Linked DNA regions of Rattus norvegicus: region 1 is linked to region 2. Evidence: chromatin contacts called from public Hi-C data. All regions are on one chromosome and are shown on one strand. Each heading gives the region's core, a stretch centred on a gene start, on an enhancer-like site or on the middle of the called end of the contact. The rest is flanking DNA. Distances are from core to core; before and after follow the strand shown.

Region 1 (4,596 bases), core at 689-3,188, 110 kb before region 2:
AAGATGACCCTGTCTAAAAAAACAAACAAAAAGACACGAACAAGCAAAAATAAAACCAGCAGAATAGCAACAGCAAAGAAAACAACAACAACGGAGATGGCTCTATGGAGGGAGGGCACTTGCCAAGCAAGTATGGGGAGTTGAGTTCAAATCCCCAATACACTTGAAAAGCCAGATCTGATACGTGCCCACTTAATTCCAGTGCTGTGGCTAGCAGAGACATGAAGATTGCTGGAGAAGCTGGCCGCCAGCCTAGTTCTAGTTTCAAATCAATAATGTAGACAACAACCGAACAGGATACTCTAGTCTCTGTGAGTCCATGACTTACATACATGCACACAAGTACCACACTCACCAATACACACAAGAAGCCAGAAAAAAAAATGACCTATGGTTATTTGACTTAGGTGCCTGGAAGTAAAGACGGACAACTACCTTGCAGTTTGTGTATTCCTGTGGTAATTGATATATGAAATATAAAAGGAAGGATTGCACAGTGTTATTATGGGAGAAATAAAGGACACTGTGTGCAAGAGGGATCTATTTTGAGACCACAAGGCAGGGTCCTTAATCTCAGCCATATCCTTCCACAAGTGCATGGATACTTTCCTTTTCCCTATGTCTGTGGAATCCAGTAATTCTGTGACAAAGAGGAGGTAGACTTATTTTTCAGAGGTTTACACATACATAGTGACAGTCTCCTAGGATGGGGCTTTCTCTAGCGGCTAGAGAAGGCTGGTGGAGGGCTGAGGAAACTGTAAAGCAGGCAAGAAGCAGGTGTAACTATAAGGAAATACTTTTAAATCTAAGTGACAAGAGAGGAGGAGGTTCCAAGCGAGCTGGCCTAGTAGAGCCAATAGGCTTTGGCCGCTGCACCTGTCATAGGCCCTCTTCTTGCATTCTGTATTGTCTCCACCGCACAGCACTGAGGGCAGCAGTCAAGGGTGTCCAACTAATAACGTCGTCAAATTTGAACTCGGTAAGGAGTTAAGCATTAAGCCTTCGCTCCAGAACCAGCTCCAATCAAGACATTTTAAATTCAAGTAACTCACACCGTAGTCCATCTCATCTTGCAGAAACGGAATGTGTATGGCACGGGCATGAAGTAACTTTGGAGAGTGACTTACTAGGGAAAGGCCTTCCTAGCCATCCTAGACTTCCACACAGAGTGCCAGGTTAGTCCTTCAGCCCCCCTCACTCCCCCCTGTCCCCCAGTAGGAGATCCAATAAAGCAGGGGTGCAAGTAATGCCTTCTTTTCAGCTGACTTCGTTCCTTACATTCCTTTGCAGCAGGAGACTTTCCAAGATGAGTTTGTATATGCAGCCCGAGCACAGCGGTTCTGAACACTTAACCCACAGGTCGGGAAGGTTCCCCAGGCTTCCCAGGCTCTGTCTGGTCCGTCTCCACCTTCAGGTAGGATGCAGAATCAGGTATCTCCGTCCTTCCCTACGGCCACCTTGTGGTGGCCAGCTCGCTAGCCAGCGCCTGGCCGGCCACTTCTGGAGCCCACACTCCCAGCGTGGCCGCGGTGAAAAGCGCGCGCCCCTCGGCGCGCGAGCCCCACACTCACGTGCTGCCGCTTGTTGCTCCCCGCAGCCGCGACGTGGGGAAGTGAAAATGAAATTGACTTTTCCGAGAAATGATGAAAGCCGCGTAGGCCACCAATGAACAGCGGCGGCGAACTTCCGCACCTCCCGGCTGGTGGCTGGAGCCCTCCCTCTGCCTCCACCTCCGGGTTGCACAAGCTTGAAACAAACACTGGGGAGGAAGGGCGGGGAGGGAGGAGGGCGGAGGGGGAGCGAGGGAGGGAGCGGGGCCGGGAGAGGGCGGGGGTGGGGGGGATTTCCAGCCTCGGCTCCTCGCAGTTTCCTCTCCTTGTTTTGCTTTCGATCTGGACTGTTCTCAGGCAAGCCGGGGAGTAACTTTTAGTTTTGCTCCTGCGATTATTCAACTGACGGGCTTTCATTTCCATTTTACACACCCTAACAACACTTACACCTTGCGGGATTGTATTGGTAGCGTGAAAAAAAAAAGCACACTGAGAGGTAACATTTTTTTTTTCAAATAATACTTGTGGCTGTGCGTGTGTTTTCTCTCGAAAGCATGTTGATGGGGACAGGAGGAGCTATGCATGTATGTGCGTCCTGATGCTTTGACACGATGTTTTGCAGACGGAAAATGCCGGGGTTCATAAATATTAATACCAATTTTTGGAGGAAGAGTCGGCGCAGTTATGGATCATCTGATTTTAGGGGAAGCAGGGGTCTGCTGCTGGTGCTGCTGGTGCTGGGGCCGCTGAGGCTGCAAGGAGGAGGAGGAGGTAGAGAGGGAGGAGGAGGAGGAGGAGGGGGTTAGTGGAGGTTTAATTTCACTTTTGGATTTGCAGATGAGAAGAGGTGGCTCCATGGACGCAGATCTGCTCTGTGTGCTTCTGCGCTCCAGGTGTCGTGCGTTGTGGGTACAGGTCCGCTGGAGTCTGGCCTCATTTAAAATAAAATTGTGTGTGTGTGTGTGTGTGTGTGTGTGTGTGTGTGTGTGTGTGTGTGTGTGTGTGTGTGTGTGTGTGTTTACAGACACTGTCGCCACCAGGTTCGAGGAAGGGAACCGGGTTCTTCTCGGTGCCCGGCGGCCCTTCTTTCCTGGCGGTCTCTGGTATAAATACACTGGCACCCGCGGTCCCTAGTTGCCCGTGCCCGGGCAGTGACCACTGTAAACTTGAAGGCTGCCGTTAGGCGGTCCCAGGATGCGCTCGTCCGCGGAGCTTGGGGTCCGGTGACTGGCGTCGGGTGTCGGGTGCCAGCGGCCACTCGGGCCCGGCGGGCTCCGCGCGCGGCTGGGCGCGGGCCTGGCCGGTGCGCCCGGCTTCCTGGGGACTGGGCCGCTGCCACTCGCCAGGAACGTTGCGTCCTCCTCCCGGCCGGCCAGCGCCTGGCCTGGCCTCTGGGCTTTGTCACTGCACTTGTCCCAGCGCGTGAGGTGCCCAGGAGGCGCGTCCCAGGAGGGCTCCGCGCTGAGGGGTCACCCACTCCGGCGCGGCCTAGCTGCGAGCGCCTCCGGGTCCCCGCGGGCGCCCCGGGGCCGGCCTGGCGCGCTGGGCCCGGACCCGCCTTGGCTATGGAACGGGCGAAGTGTGGGGGCGGGGAGCCTCCGGGGACCGAGCGGCGCCCCACGGGCGGGCATTGGTGGGGGGAGGTTGGCGAGCGCTTGGGGGCTCCCGGACGCGGTGGGAATCCGAGTGCCCGCCCTGTGCCCTCCGACCCGCTCCGGGTGCCGGGTGACATTCGCCCGCCGGCCGAACATGGTTGGTGCAGAGCGGCAGCCACCACTTCCTCTCCGCCCCACCGGCCCGGCTCTCTGGGCGAGCGATGCGGGCCGCGGCCAATCGCGGTGTCCGGCCAGTCCCTGTCGCTCGGCCTTGGGGGCCGGCTCCCCTGAGCGGCCCGGGAAGCCTTCGCGAGAGCACAGGGCCCCGACTCCCGGGACGCTGTCCGCTGGGCCCCGAGTCTCGGACTGTTTGCCACTCTCGTCCCTGAAGAGCAGGGAAGGGAAGGAGGCTGGCAGCCTCAGCCGCGATCCAGTACTGTGCTCCGGCACCAGGTGAGACGCCCGGATCAGTCGGTGGAGGCGAGATCCTTGGTGGTCGGATGTAAATAAGACCCCCGGGATTGGCAGACGAGGTTGTCACTCGTTTGCGAGCTGGTTTGCAGGTCCTTAACCCCAGTGTGTTTGAAACTTGGGGGACATGTTTTTCTTCCCTCCTCCCTCCTGTGTGGGCACTCCTTGTCCTTCCTTGGTTGTTTCTGTGCAAGGGAGGCAAAGTGGTGCTGGGGTTAGCTTGCTGCCACTGGCCGCCTTGTGGCTGGGACTCGGGGCTGCTCTTGATGAATGGCTCTGGAGGATGTTGTGCATTTTCAGGAATTACAGGAGCTTGTCATCAAGCCTGAAGTCATTTATTAGTTTTGTTGGTTTGGTTTGCTTGTTTTTTGTTCCTCTTTTCTCCTCTTCTTCTCTCTTCTCTCTTCTCTCTTCTCTCTTCTCTCTTCTTCTTCTTCTTCTTCTTCTTCTTCTTCTTCTTCTTCTTCTTCTTCTTCTTCTTCTTCTTCTTCTTCTTCTTCTTCTTCTTCTTCTTCTTCTTCTTCTTCTTCTTCTTCTTCTTCCTTCTCCCTTCTTCTTCCTTCCCCCCCCACTCCCCGTCCTCCATCTACTTGACTGCAAGTAACATTTGAAATTAGCAGTCTGCACTTCTGGTGCTTAAGGGCAGGTGCAGGGACCGGTATGTTAGCCTACCGTTTCTAGAAGGTAGATGATTGCATGGTAGACAGATGCACACTGTCTGGTCAGGGCAGGGCCCCAGAGGTTGCCCTGTTTAACTTAACCACTCATACAAGTTCAGGATTCTGTGATTTTTCTCAACTCTCATTCTTTTTGGGGGTGTAGGGGTGTGTGCGTGTGTGTCATAAAAATAGAAACCAATACAATCTTGGCATTTGGCTTTTCTGAGGCAGCTTCAAGCAAATGGGCTATTTAGGGCTTGAGTTGGCATCTCTAAGGGGTAACGTTGGAACATCTATTGATTGGTGGGGCAAAGGCCGGAA
Region 2 (4,566 bases), core at 1,333-3,832:
AAATCTTTCCCTGTTGGTTCTTCTCTAGACTTGGAGACATGATGAAAAGTTCTCTGCTAGTACAGGTGTTCCGGTCAGAAAGTTTATAACGTTCTGTAGCTCTCTGTTCTCATCCTTTCATTGTATGGCCATCAGTAGCATAGGCTGTTTGCTTGTTGCTCCCAGAAGAGTTCCTTTGTGCAGACTGTTCTTCCAGAGGTCAACCACCTCCATTCACCTGTTAAGGAAACAATGTTTTGCATTTGAAGCCTGTTTTGGTCTAGTTTTCCTCTAGGGATCACAGAAATATTATCAATGGATCACTAGGGTTATCACAAAACCACATTCAAGTTTACATATCTGTCTTCTGGTGTATGATTTAACTGTGAGGGTGAGAAGGAGTTGGGTGGAAGGAAGTATTTGCATCAGGTAGTTTAAGATGATGGAAAATGCTTTGACTCGTAGAATTTTCATAGTGGGGAAGTTTGTTTCAAAGCCTGGCCTGGAGAAGCATTAAGGCATAGTTACCTTGCTTCTTTCTTTAGTTCGTTTGTTTACTTACTTATTTTTGCAGTGCTGAAGATCAAACCCAAGGCTTTTGGGCGTGATGGAGCAAGTGCTCCACCACTAGTCTATATCCCCGCCCTCATTGTGCTGTGATGTGACCGTATGCCTCATTTGTCTAGTTATTTAAGTAGATTGTTGGTGGTTTAGTAAAAGAAAGCCATGGTGGTGATTCAGCAGATAGGGAGGTGGAAAACAGGTTTGAGTAAGAAGCATAATAGGAATTAATTGGCTATATAATCAAGAGAAGAGAGGCTGTGTGGGCAACCAACCACACCATCCTTCCGGGACCCCTATGTATGTCATGAACGAGGCAAAGGCGCATTGGTGTGGAGACTGAGAAGACACTGATTTGAGCGGCTGAGTGATCAGTTACATCCTCCTAGTCAACTTAACTGAGGAAATTATGCAGGAAAAAAAATCAATGCTGATCAGATTTGGTGGAAATAGAACCTTCCAGAAAATATATCAGATATCACATAACGCAATAATGCATTCCATAAAATATATCATCTCCCTCCCGAGGATGTTCTCAAGGTAGTTTGGCAATATGTATTCCAAGGCAGATGTTAAAACTAGGGCTGAAGTGGCAAGATTCTGGAACTGTTGCTCTGGGAGAGCCCTTGGGTTATCTGATCCAAGTCCAAATCACTTTCTTCCCTTTAGCTGCTTGTTGGAAAACAGACTGGAAAGGTTAAATCAATTATTCCTGTATCTGCTCCTAATACGTAGATATTTCAGCTTATTCTGACCACTCTTGCAAAGTAACTTCCATCCTTTTTATCCCGTTGTATTGGAAGTCAGTTTGAAAAGTATCCAAACTAATAAAAGAGGGAAGTGACATAATCCACGATGACATTTTGGCAGTCATATTGATCTGGAAGCTGCAGCTACAGCGAGCTCATTTGTCATGTAAAGAGTCATTCCGGAAATGGCCATGGTGGATGAAAGTCAAGAGAACAAAACTGAGGACTTGGAGCCGACTGTGCAGGAATAGTGATAAAACCCGCCATTCTCTGAGAGCAAGCTTTAGGATCCTCAGACGTGAGCACCTGCATCCCCTAGGCTGAAGGCCCCTCAAGGCCACTTTCTCAAAAAAGGGTTAGAAACTGGTATCATAGCACGCCTCACGGTGCTGTAACAAAACACGCAAGGCAATCAGCTTTAAAAGAGCTAAAGATGGTGTAGCTCACAGTTTCAAGAGCTTTGAGACTGTGACAGAACAGAACAGCATGGCCAGGACTATGTGGCGGAGCCAAGCTGCTCAGACCATGGTGGAAGGGAAGGGGGAAAAGACAGGAAGTGCTAGGGTCCCCGTATCCCCTGCATAGGTGTGAGTGTGATGGTCTTACCTCTTAAAGTTTCCAACCCATTCCAGTGTCTCTGTCATCTGGGGACTAGATATTCAGCACTTGAGCCTTTGGGGGACAGTTAAGATCCAAACCCTTATGCCCAATTCCTGAAGTGGAGGGTTTCCACAACCATGACACAGACCATTGAATTTAATTTAGAAATGATTTTCTCCAGTCAGCGTCTGTGTCAGCCAAAAACACAAGGGCAAAATATGTGTACCTTTACTTAGCCACAACTTTAGTCCTCTAGTTGAATGCTGAGTATTTACAGGAAATTAACATTCTTATTCCCCTCCAGGTCTATTCAAAGTCTTACGGAGGAGTTTAACCTGGCATCTAACTTCCAAAGCTTCCAACAACTGTGGGTTGGACTTGTGGGACCCTAGAACCCTGGTGTCAACAGCTTCTTTCTTTGAATCTCCTGCTATCTTTTGTGTGTTTGCTTTTATTTGAAGGGGAAAGGCATGGGAGACTTTAGAATTTATGGAGAGTCTTTAAGATGAGAGTGTGCCTGGTATGTGTGGAAGGAAGGGAAACTTAGGCCTCAGAGCACAAACAAAACCAAGCAGGAAAATAGGAAGGAGCTCTTGGCGGTTTGCCAGCAGGGAGGTAGCCTCTGTGCTGTTTGTGACTCTGGGATCCAAAGGACAGTTCAGTTTTCTACCCTCTGCTGACTCAGTCCACCACTTGGCAAGGTTCTCAACATCTCCGTTCCCCATTTTTTTTTCCTTCCTCTTGGAAGTGACTCTCTTGCCTCCTCTGGAGGCCGAACTGATGTGGCTTTTGTGTTTGGAGAGAAGTTTCCTTTTCTGGTCTTCGTTTACTTCTGCCTGAAAACATTTCTGGTGCCTATTGTCAGTGCGTCTCCATAGCTCAGATCACTGTTAGCTAAAACTTGGGCTTTGCAGTGGGATTCGTGACCCCTACATGGGGATGTGTTGGGCAGAACATTGTGAGGTGGAGGGACAAAAGTTGATTTTTGGTCAGCCTGGGCAATCTCCCAGGCCTGTCTGAAGTCTCTGAAGAACCGTGGCTCGGGCTGATGCAAATCCCTTCCTGGAGGAGACGTTTGGATCTGAAGTGCTTGCTGCCTGTCTCAGAAATGCACTGGGGGGGGGGGGGGACCAGTTTGTCCCTTTGTTCTTCAATTTGCTATATGCAGAGAGCCTGGTCCCTGGGCTGTGCTCTGAATGAAGGAGAACATATTGCCAGATGAGAGCAGCTGTTTTCTGATTTAGGATCCTGGTAAGGATGAACAAGACCTATATATACAGGCTCCAAGTAGAGTCTAGTCATAGATCTTCACAAATGCCCAGCTCTTGTCAGCAAAATAAATGAAATGGCAAAATGACCCACAAAAGTCTGCGAATTTTAGATGTTCTACCCTCTATGCATTAATTTTTGCAATGTCGTTAAACATCAGGAAAAAAACCCGTTCAGTATCATTTATTTTTTAATTTATAAAACAACATACAGATGATGCGCGATCGCCAGTTACTGAATTAGACTCTGTTGAATCCAGCCCAACACGCAAACTCAGTGTTAAAAAGCAATCACATCACAGGCACTGTATGTCAGCTCTGTGGTGGGCCTTTCAAAACCCCCAAACGCTCTGTCCCTCATCCTCCAATCCTCACTGAAGGTGACAGGTAACTGTAGCTCACTGTGGTTAAGAACTGCTCTCCGTGCCTCATAGCTGGCAGGTCCAATCGGGTTTATATTATCTCTTGCTCTGGAACAGTATGGCCATAAACATAATATTCCCACAGTAAAAACTCAGTTTCTGGGTTGGGGATCCAGGTATGGCTTAGCTGGGTCCTTTGCAGCAGAGCCTTGCTAACCTGTCACCAAGCTTTGGCTAATGCTGCAACCCATCTGAGATTCAACTGTTGAGCCAGTAGCTTCCCGAGGCATTGGCCAGAACTGAATTCCTTGCAAGTGGGGAAGAGCAGAGATTCCCAGTTTCTTGCCAGCTTTTACCTGGAAGCAGCCCTTACTTAAATTTGCTGTGCGGGCCTTCCTAACACTGCGGGCAAGCAAGAGAGTGCCCATAAAAGACAGGCTGAGTCTTCCACGACGATGTGAGCATGCTCAGAGAATAGTTACATCGTTGATGTGTTCCGTTGGCTAAAAGCAAGTCATAGCTCCTAACGGTACTGAGGAGGACAGGTCCCAAAGACAGTAAACACTCAGTGAAGATCTTGGGGCATCTGCAACATGGCCACCTGCTATAACTCCAGTGGAAACTGGATCTCTATAAATCTAAGGGGAAGATGCTAACAATAGGCGGGAACAAAGAGAGATTCAGAAAGCTTCTTGGAAATTTCACCGGGTCTGGACCTCCTGTGACAAGAGACATGGACTAGAAGGAAGGATGGTATGGTGTTGTGGATGGAGCTTCAGTCGGGAGGGGTTGCCTTGGGAACAGCATCCACCCTGTGGCAGCTTAGTTTTGGAAAGTGAGCCTCCCCCACTCTACCCCAAATCCCGCTAGTCTTAGGGGACCAAGCTGAGAATTGAAATCCTCTCCAGCCTGTCCCATTTGGATGTGTTTGACCTTACAAAGAGGAGGGAGAGGGTATGTGCAGTTTCTTATTTCTGAAGTGCTGGCATAGGTTTTTAAGATGCTTCCTGTGGCCTCAAAATAGCTTGAGCAACAAGCCTCTCTGTG

What was found. A called contact is a pair of places that touch in the nucleus more often than the background predicts.
Region 1: a Hi-C map of liver shows a contact between it and region 2, with 2.7 times the contacts expected there. The contact joins the promoter of Irf2 here to the enhancer-like site in region 2. A contact is called at or near these places in 10 of 12 Hi-C or Micro-C datasets (the A7r5 cell line, Schwann cells, frontal cortex and 5 more) and 1 of 1 datasets of contacts at active chromatin or transcription factors (oligodendrocytes).

Annotation. Positions count from the first base shown.
Region 1 is chr16:52,279,928-52,284,523 of GRCr8, reverse strand. It overlaps Irf2 (interferon regulatory factor 2), which reads left to right and starts at 1,938. Exons shown (of 9, transcript NM_001047086.1): 1 at 1,938-2,046. LOC120097385 (a long non-coding RNA gene) reads right to left here and starts at 830. Exons shown (of 3, transcript XR_005494732.2): 1 at 1-830.
Region 2 is chr16:52,174,512-52,179,077 of GRCr8, reverse strand. The region is part of intron 7 of Irf2 (interferon regulatory factor 2); the gene reads left to right. Among named protein-coding and RNA genes, the nearest start is that of Irf2, 110 kb to the left of the region's middle. Within about 2 kb of position 2,582, at least 38 of the 93 cell types and tissues checked have an H3K27ac peak or open chromatin away from gene starts, as enhancers often do. A contact at or near this core is called in the A7r5 cell line, Schwann cells and liver, where this site is marked.